Linked DNA regions of Gossypium hirsutum: region 2 is linked to region 1. A link is a contact called in public Hi-C data. All regions are on one chromosome and are shown on one strand. The core of a region is the stretch at or near the end of the contact, and the rest is flanking DNA. Distances in the headings are between cores, read along the strand shown. Region 1 holds the start of LOC107887285 (protein-L-isoaspartate O-methyltransferase 1). Region 2 holds the start of LOC107887293 (TORTIFOLIA1-like protein 3).

What was found. A called contact is a pair of places that touch in the nucleus more often than the background predicts.
Region 2: a Hi-C map of leaf shows a contact between it and region 1, with 2.7 times the contacts expected there. The contact joins the promoter of LOC107887293 here to the promoter of LOC107887285 in region 1. A contact is called at or near these places in 2 of 34 Hi-C or Micro-C datasets (both in leaf).

What each region holds. Positions count from the first base shown.
Region 1 is chrA03:23,712,960-23,717,336 of Gossypium_hirsutum_v2.1, forward strand. LOC107887285 (protein-L-isoaspartate O-methyltransferase 1) reads right to left here and starts at 2,414. Exons shown (of 5, transcript XM_016811474.2): 1 at 2,219-2,414; 2 at 1,517-1,720; 3 at 1,070-1,340; 4 at 472-636; 5 at 1-288. The coding sequence starts at 2,224. The coding sequence ends at 38.
Region 2 is chrA03:24,417,386-24,421,762 of Gossypium_hirsutum_v2.1, forward strand. It overlaps LOC107887293 (TORTIFOLIA1-like protein 3), which reads right to left and starts at 2,581. Exons shown (of 5, transcript XM_016811483.2): 1 at 1,694-2,581; 2 at 1,471-1,579; 3 at 661-1,193; 4 at 1-118. The coding sequence starts at 2,476.

The sequences.
Region 1 (4,377 bases), core at 1,164-3,663:
AACAGGAACCACCTGAAAATAAGGTACTTACCTGAGCTCAATAACCCTTCAACTGTGCATCGCGACTGGTCAAAGGTACGTATCGAACAGCAGTCTCGCTTCTAATGCTAACCGAACCATCCAAATTCTTGTCCACCACTTGCAAATCTTGGAATATTTTTCCTACAGGGATCACCATTCTACCGCCGGGCTTCAATTGATCAATAAGGGGCTGAGGTATTTCTGGTGCTGCTGCTCCAACATGTATAGCATCATAGGGTGCATGTTCCGGCCAACCTTCTCGGCCATCTATGACAATGTACATGATCAAACCATCAATCACAAACATTCATGGAAACATTGTCTCTCAATATATTAGTTCTTTATGAAAAGTTCAACTCAGACAACTAACTCATTTTCATTCCTGTTGAATTTGGTTTATGGTTTAGAGCAAATCCTGTTTCAATATATCAAGTTCTGATAAGTACATACCGCCAGCATGCACTGAAAGAGAACCTCCTTTCAATGGCGAAGCCGCAGCACTTTTTTCAATATTTTTTATAGAAGAAGCAACCAATTCAGGAATATGTTCCACACCAATAGCACGACCCTGTGGTCCAACCATTGTTGCAAAACAAGCAGTCAAGTACCCCGTTCCTACAGAACAAATGCATGATGAAAACTAAAATAAGCCTTTCCACAAGAAAAGGAAAATAAAAATATTAGACTGCTATCAATGACTAAATTATGCAAAAAGTGTTATGATAATGATCCAAAAAGCCTTCGGACACTTGAAAGTTTATAACACTAGTGTTCTTCAAACAACCTTTCGTTTTCCCGCCACTACCATAGAGTCGTAAACACTTGAGATTGGATTTTGATGGTTTCACTAAAAACATTTCCTAAATGCAGGATGATTGGATGCAGCCATCAACTAGTATGGTCGACTGTTTCTCAATGACCATTGACAAAGTGAGATTAACATCAAGAGAATAAGTGCAGCACATTTGATATTCCACCATTTCAAGAGAGTAGTATATATGAAAGAATCTGAAAAGCACAGATACGACATAATGGAGTGAAAAGAGACCTGAACCAATGTCTAAAGCATGCATGCCGGGCTGCAAATTTTCCTCCAATAACTGAAGGCAGGTAGCATGCATATGAGGTGCAGAAATGGTGGCATTGTAACCTATTGCCATTGGACTATCGACATAAGCTGGGGTCCCATCAGGTACAAATAATGCTCTATCAATAGTCTCCATTACTTCAACAACCTTCTTTGATGAAATCACTCCATATCGCTGCAACTGCTCCACCATTTGTTTGTTCTTGTTGGTCCCACTTCCACCCGAGTGGTGCTAACAAATCATTACCAAAAATGTTTAGCACAAAGTCACCATTGAACCGAAAAACAACAAAAGGAAACAGAAATACTGAAATAAAGCCACTGAATGCTACACGAATCAACCACTGAAAATGCCTATGGCCATAACTAATTTTATTTTCAAGGCAAGCCACAAAATAACAGAGGAACCTCAGACAGAGAAGTTGAACAAGCAATCATTGGTATAGACGTCATCGCAGGTCCAATGCCCTCCTTATCAAGGGCAGCCACGGGCTGAGTTCGCAGGTCCGAAGTCGATGGACATGCTAAATTATCACTAGACATGGCACAATGGGCCCCAATGGAAATAGCCAATAGAACATAGCATCCCCAGGCTACTTGACATACCGGACCCTGTACCAGGAACTACCTCAAATGATGTCTTTTGCACCAATAATTACATCCACAACATAAAATTCCCACCTTCTGGCAAGTTCACAAAAATAACAATCAAATTGCAATATGTTTTGTTTAAATTCCTAGATTATGAATCTTACAAAATTACACTAATTGAACCTATTATGTTAGTAAAAGTCCAAAAAATATTCAACAATTCAAACAATTCTATATATATAACAAAAGCTAGTTCTTCAAGCTATCATTGATGATCACCCTAGAAATTCTCAGAAACCGTCCCTAAATTATTCCTTTTCTATTTTTGATGATCAACCAAGACAATAGTATCATTTTTTGAAAACCCAAACTCAAAACCAAAGTAATAAACAAAAAAAGAGAGGAAAAAAAACACCATTTCCCCGTAATCAGAAGGAAAACAAAACCCAGAAACCAAAACTGTTATTAAGCATAAAAGTGAAGCGAGAGAGAGGGAAGAAAAAGGAAAGAGTAAGGCACCTCCATCCTGAAAAACAAGGGGTTATCCTAAGAAGAAAATTGAAGTTAGGGAGCTAAAAGATTGATTAATAAAGGAAGAATCGAACAAAATGAAGAAGCAGCAGAGCGTGGATGAAGAAAGAAGGTACTAGGGTCAGTTTCCATTAGTATAATATGGCTTGCTAGCTTTGCTCACTCGGAGCTGACTCATCTGGTTGGCCCAACACTGACGATACTCTCTTGGGCTTACTTTTGTAATTGATAATTCTTCCATGGATCAATGATGATAGCAAATTTCCGGGCCTTTAGTTGTTTATGAAATTGTTCTTGGTTTAATTCCATGCCCTTTTCTACCAATGATACATTTTTGTGGGCTTGTTTGGTAAGAATTGTTCGGATTAACTTTTTAAGTTGGAAAGTTGAGTTAAAATTTAGAAGGTTAATATTAGGGTAGAAAAATAAGTTTTAAAAAAATTAGGCTCTTTTAAAATATGGATTAGACTCTAATTTTAATATTCAAAGCCCAAATTCGGCCTAATCTGTTCGATTTTTAAGTATATAATATGTTATTTTTCTTTTCTTTTCTTTTATGTATTATGTTATTTATATATAGAAGTTAAGTATATTATGTTATAATGTAAATATAAATTTTTTTAATAAAATAAAAAATATAATGATAGTATACTTATATATAATTACTAAATATTAAAAAATAGTAACTTTTTTTTAAAAAAATAATACAAGGGAATCTAGATAAATTCAACCTAACTGTTTACAATTATGAACTAATTTAAATAAAATTTTAAACTCATATTTCAAATTAGATCGAGCTTAAATAACTACCAATTAGTTTAGCGAGGAGATGAAGATGGTAGTGTGAAAAAGATTGGCTAACCAGTTAAAATGCATAGGACTAAATCGATTTTAGTTTTAAGGAATCCATGAACTGACACTCTTATTACTTGTTAGTAAAAATAATCCACCTTAAAATAATACGGCTTAGGTTCTGGGACTATAATAATCCATAAGCTAATATCGGTAATTCCTCAAGCGTGCAAAAGGCTTGTTATCTTGAGGCTTGGGTTTTGGAACTAGAAATGGAAATTCAAAACTTGAAGGGCAAGATCAGGAAGCTGCATGATGAGCTAGTGGTTAAGGACTTGAAATCAACATTATTGCATAGTATCATCATAGTTTACTAGGTCATCTATTTGATAAACTAGACCATCATGAACAACTTCTATCCTAAGGAAACTATCCCCCTAAGCCAAAGCTTTTTATGATGTTGACCATTTTCAAGTTCATCACTTGGAATAATATCATGACTAAAACCTCTTGGATTATTGTATTTCCAATGGGTTTCGAGACTTGAACTTGTTTATGTAACTTTTCCTAAGGAATGTCTTACAAATCGACACTGTGTCCATTTGGTCCTTTGGATTATAAAATAGCTTACCCCATTTTCTTTTTGAATATTCTACAAATATGCATAACTTTTGCTATTAACTTTGATTTCCCACGCTTTTAATATAATAGCATTTAAGATAAATTTTATATATTATATTTTTCTAAGCCATTTAGTGAAAATATGTTTTAATTTATCCAAATGTTTTTGAGTCAATACCAAAGTGTTCTAAGATGTTTAAAATGTTCTTAAGGAACTTTCGTAGTCAAGTCTTAAGACGTAGTCCTGAGACATAGGACTATATGTCTCAAGACATGAAATTTTAAAACTAAAATTTTGCTTTATGGGTTCCATGTTTAGAGACATTGGCATGTTTGTCTCGAGACATAGCCAACCAACGACTATATAATGACTATTTTTCAACCATATCTCGAGACATCTTGCCATGTTTCATGACCTGGGTTACAAGGATAGTTTTTACGCACAAACTTAATGCTCTCAACGGCAAGAATTTATCTCTAACGACCCATAAATGTTCACAAATTCATTCCTTAAAAAAATACAAGTCAAAGATAGATCAAGACACAAGATGGAGATATCCAAGCATCAAACACAAGAGAAAAGTATTCAATTTCTCATTATTTCATTTCTCTTGTAAATAGTCAATAAGAGTTTATTGTTAGATTTTTATTACTCTCATTTCATTTATTTGAAAGCTTAATTTTTTGTAAACATACACTTTGTAGAGGTTTTTTTTTGTTTACTTTCTTTCATA
Region 2 (4,377 bases), core at 1,331-3,830, 700 kb after region 1:
TAGACATCCTTCCAGTTGATACAGCCAAGTCATACGAGATCTCATCCAAAGCCAATTCTAGACCATGCACACGTGTCTCCAGTGAATTCATCCCATTCTGTGAGCTACATATGAATCTCTAGACAAAAGAAGGAAGAAATAAGAAAACAGGAGATATAAAGCCTTGTTGTGATAATTAGTACAATTGAAGTAGCAGTAGAAATTGATGGAGCATTTATACCTCCTTAAGGCTTCAATCATAAATAAAATGATTATGGTTATTCATTCCCTATTTGTAAGAATACATACAACAGAGGCTTGACCAGTAGTTGGAATAAAATTATTAGTCACACGAAGTAATTCTACCGGCCAGTGCAATCAATTACATATATTTGCAAGCTTTTAATCACTCAATGACATGGAACCAATGGTTGGAGCTAGAAGTCTAGAGAATGGTGGATTTCAGCAAAACCGATGAAGCAAGTACCCAGGAACTTACTAGATTGGTCAAAATCCAGAAATTTAATTCATTTGCCCAGTGAGTTAACAGTTACTTCAATAACGCAATGCCTAAGCACCATATGTTACTGAGAAAAGCATCTTCAGAAATACATCACTAGAACACTCAAATTACAAGACAATAATTAGAGAAAATTTATTTTTCAAGCATTGGAAACAAACCTGTAGAAGATCTAGTAGGCTAGATTGCTGCTTTTCTATCTGAACCAGTTGGGTGCGGATCAAAGATAAATCCTCGCAGTCCTTGTGGTTTGAGCTGAGATTTTCAGAGGCAGTACTAACCATAACAGTGGATTCTGGGATTTCCTCTTGACAAGGAGCAACACGAGAGCCAGACTTTGAACCACTGATTTTGTGCGTCTTGTCATCGGAATTCTTATTACTGAAAAGGGACCGCCTTATTTCAGACTTTGCAGATCTCGCATTCTCATTATTCCTCCTCTCCTGAAAACCATTCTCACGAGCCCTTGGCAGAGTAGCAGCAAGAGGAGAAGCAATATCAACCCTCCGGTCTAGGGGCTTCTTGCCATTCGTTTCTTGAGTGGTTGCCTTTAAAGGACTTCTCTTCCTCCCTGGGGTTGCAAAGGAACCATCAGGTGAAGTTGACCTTTTTGTTGAAGTAGGCCTCTTAACAGCGATATCCGAATTAGATGAAATTTTGGCACCAGGCGGACGGCATCCATCACTTGCATTCTCTGTTATTAAAACAGAACCAAATCCAGTAAGTAAAAATAAGTGTGTACATATCAGATTCATGCCGCCACAAGTGTTAAAAGTATTACACAATACGGATCATATCAATCTCGGCAAAGACTTAAAAAATAAGCAATGACCAAATAACCAGCTCACAACAAAGATGCATTGATCCTATGCGACATTTCTAATTCGGATAAAAGAAAATCTACCGGATAAACTAGTACAGATTAGCCAAGAAATCCAACTTCCATCAAGCAGAAGCAGATCACCATATACCTCTCGAAGAAGCCTGTGATCGAGGCGGTGGAGACGCCTCTTCTGAAACATCCGGAACCTGCTTCCACGCCTCCAACATCTGACTCATAACCTCCCTGGCGGCCTTTACCTATAAGATCCACATCCAAATATGGCAAAAAAGAAAAGAAGCAATTAAAAATAATAATATAAACCAAAATACAAATGATCTCACCAGAATTTGAATAAAAATTAAGTTAAAAACCTTATCAAATCTTCTAGCCTCGAAGACTTTCATGCAACCAGCTTTGAGCTCAGCCAATGAATCTCTCTCAACCACCGCTAACCTCCCAAGCGCCTCTGCCGCTCCCTTTCTCGCTGCCCAATCATGACTACTCAAGACCCCAATCAAGCACCCCACCAATGCTTTCATCATCTCATCACCCAAATTTGACGCCCCACCCGATCCGATCACACTCCCGATAACCACCAAAACTGCCGCCTTAGCCTTATAACCTTCAACTTTCACGAGTTTCTCCAGCTTCGTTAACATCTTCCCCAGCCTAACTGGATCTGGATCCGGTGATCCATCGATCGCCGCCGCCAAACACAATGCCGCCCCGATCTGCGCGTTCGGTTCTTGCTCTGTGAAAAGCGCATCGCTCAAAGGCTTCAAAAACGAAGATGAGAAGTTGCACTTGGTGAGGTTAACGGAGAGAGCTGAGACGGCGTCGACGCAGGCGGAACGGACAACGGAATTGGGGTCCCGCAGGCGACGGAGGAGGCTAGAGAGGATTTTAGGGAGGAAATGAGGGAAAGAATTCGGATAACTAACAGCCAAAACAGAAATGAGCTTCACGCATTGCTTTCGCACTCCGCTTTTATCGGAGGAATCGACCGCAAGAATACAGGAAATGAAAGTCGGAAGTGATGTGGCATCAAGGTTTCTAGCAATGGAGTCGAGCTCAGCAGCTGCGAGAGAGAAGGTGTCTCGATCGCCGAGCTTGTTTAGGAGGGTGTTAACTTTTAGTTTAAAAGGTTGCGCCATTACTCTTTTACTAATTTTATGGCAACGGCGGAGCAGCCGACGGTATCATTGGGCGGCTCCCCAGTGGTGGGAAATCTCCAAGATCCATTCAGGCCTTTATAATTTAAGGTGAAGAAGGAGAGTCGTTAAAAGAAAGTAAGAAAAGGGTCAAATTCTGACAAAAAGTCCTTGTACTATGTATTTTTGGTATATTTAGTCCTATACTATAATTTGTTCGAAATGTTATTTTAAATCCTATGACCAAAATTTTCCATTAATTGTATCAAATAATTTCACATGATCATTTATATACATTGACATTTCTTAATATAACTGGACCAACTTTTTGCACTTTATGAAAAAGAGATTATTTAACTATAAAATAAAATCAAAGTGTGTATGCCATACGTTAAAAAATAAATAAAGACACAAAAACATTTGATTTTATAATTGAGATTAGAAATAAGAGGAACTGAATCTTCTAGAAATACATAGTAGAGGGACCGTTGACAAAAATTTACCTAATAAAAGAAGCAGGTGAAACGGTGGCGTTTTAAGCAGGTCATGGCAGCTGTCTGGTAGCTTTTATTATTATTATAATTATTATTTTTATATGAGTTAATTTCACCAGACATCCCCAAATGACTGTCCTCATTTTAAATTGGTCCCAAAACTTCAAAACATTCTAATTATAGCTCAAGTTATCAATGTTGTGTCAATCAAGTCCTTTTATTAAATTTATTAATTTAAAAGTTAAATGATACGTCAAATATTACGTAACTAAATTTAAAATGAAAACTTTTAAAAAGAAAAACAGCTAAAAATAAAGTAAAATTGAACAAAAAAGTTAATGATAAAACTTCTTTAAAAGCTTTGAAAACCTCAAAACTATACATTTTTTTTAAAACATCTATTTTTATAATATTAGTTTTTTTCCTAAAATTTTCATTTTAAATTATGCCATTTAAAATTTAATGTGTCATTTAACAGTTAAATTAACAATTTTAATAATATAAGGATCAAATTACTATACCCTCAATAGTTTGGGAATATAATTAAAATAACTTAGAGTTTAGGGACTAATTTAGAATGAGGGTCATAGTTTAGGGATGTTTGTGTAATTAACTCTTATTATGTTTGTACTCTACTCAAGGTGGGAATAGGGTTGTCAACAATGATAAGGGAATAAGCAGATCTGGCAAATGGCAATTCTTGCTTAGGATTTAATTTATTTTTTCAAACAGAGTACTGTCGCTATTAATTAATTAATTAATTATTTTAACTTATTGTCATTTAAGGCTTGCAGTTGGAATCAGCATGAGGAGATAACTTTATAAATCTGCAAATATCCAATAATATTTCATTAAAATATCACATACTTAGGGTAAGGAACTATAGTTGTTAATTTTCTTCAAAAGTTTTTGGAGGTTGAAAATTCGTTTTCATCAGTAAATTTTCTCAAAGGTACTATGGACCGACAGATGTCTGACCCTCAAAATCATTACTTTTCTCACTAGGTAATCATGTATATGTATTTTTGGGTAAATTGCATTCAATGTTATTAAATTATTATGTTTTAATCATTTAATTTCAAAATGCTACAAAATGGTTATTGAATTATTTGAAAGTTTTCATTTAAGTTATGGAGATGTTAAAATCACTACTGTATGACCTTTGTTTGCATTGTTTTCACCAATTCAAAATTTCTCTTTTCATTCTCTTCTACAGTTCATTTTTTTATGAAATAACTTAAAATATTCTAACTTTATGAATCAAAATTCAAATAAATATTTCTCCGATCATCAACACTGATTGTCAGATCAATTTGGATCTAAGGTATGTTCTTTTACTCGTCAATGGGTATTGATCCACCATATCGATTATAGAATCATCGTTTGGAGCTTGCTAGCAGAATTTTTTTA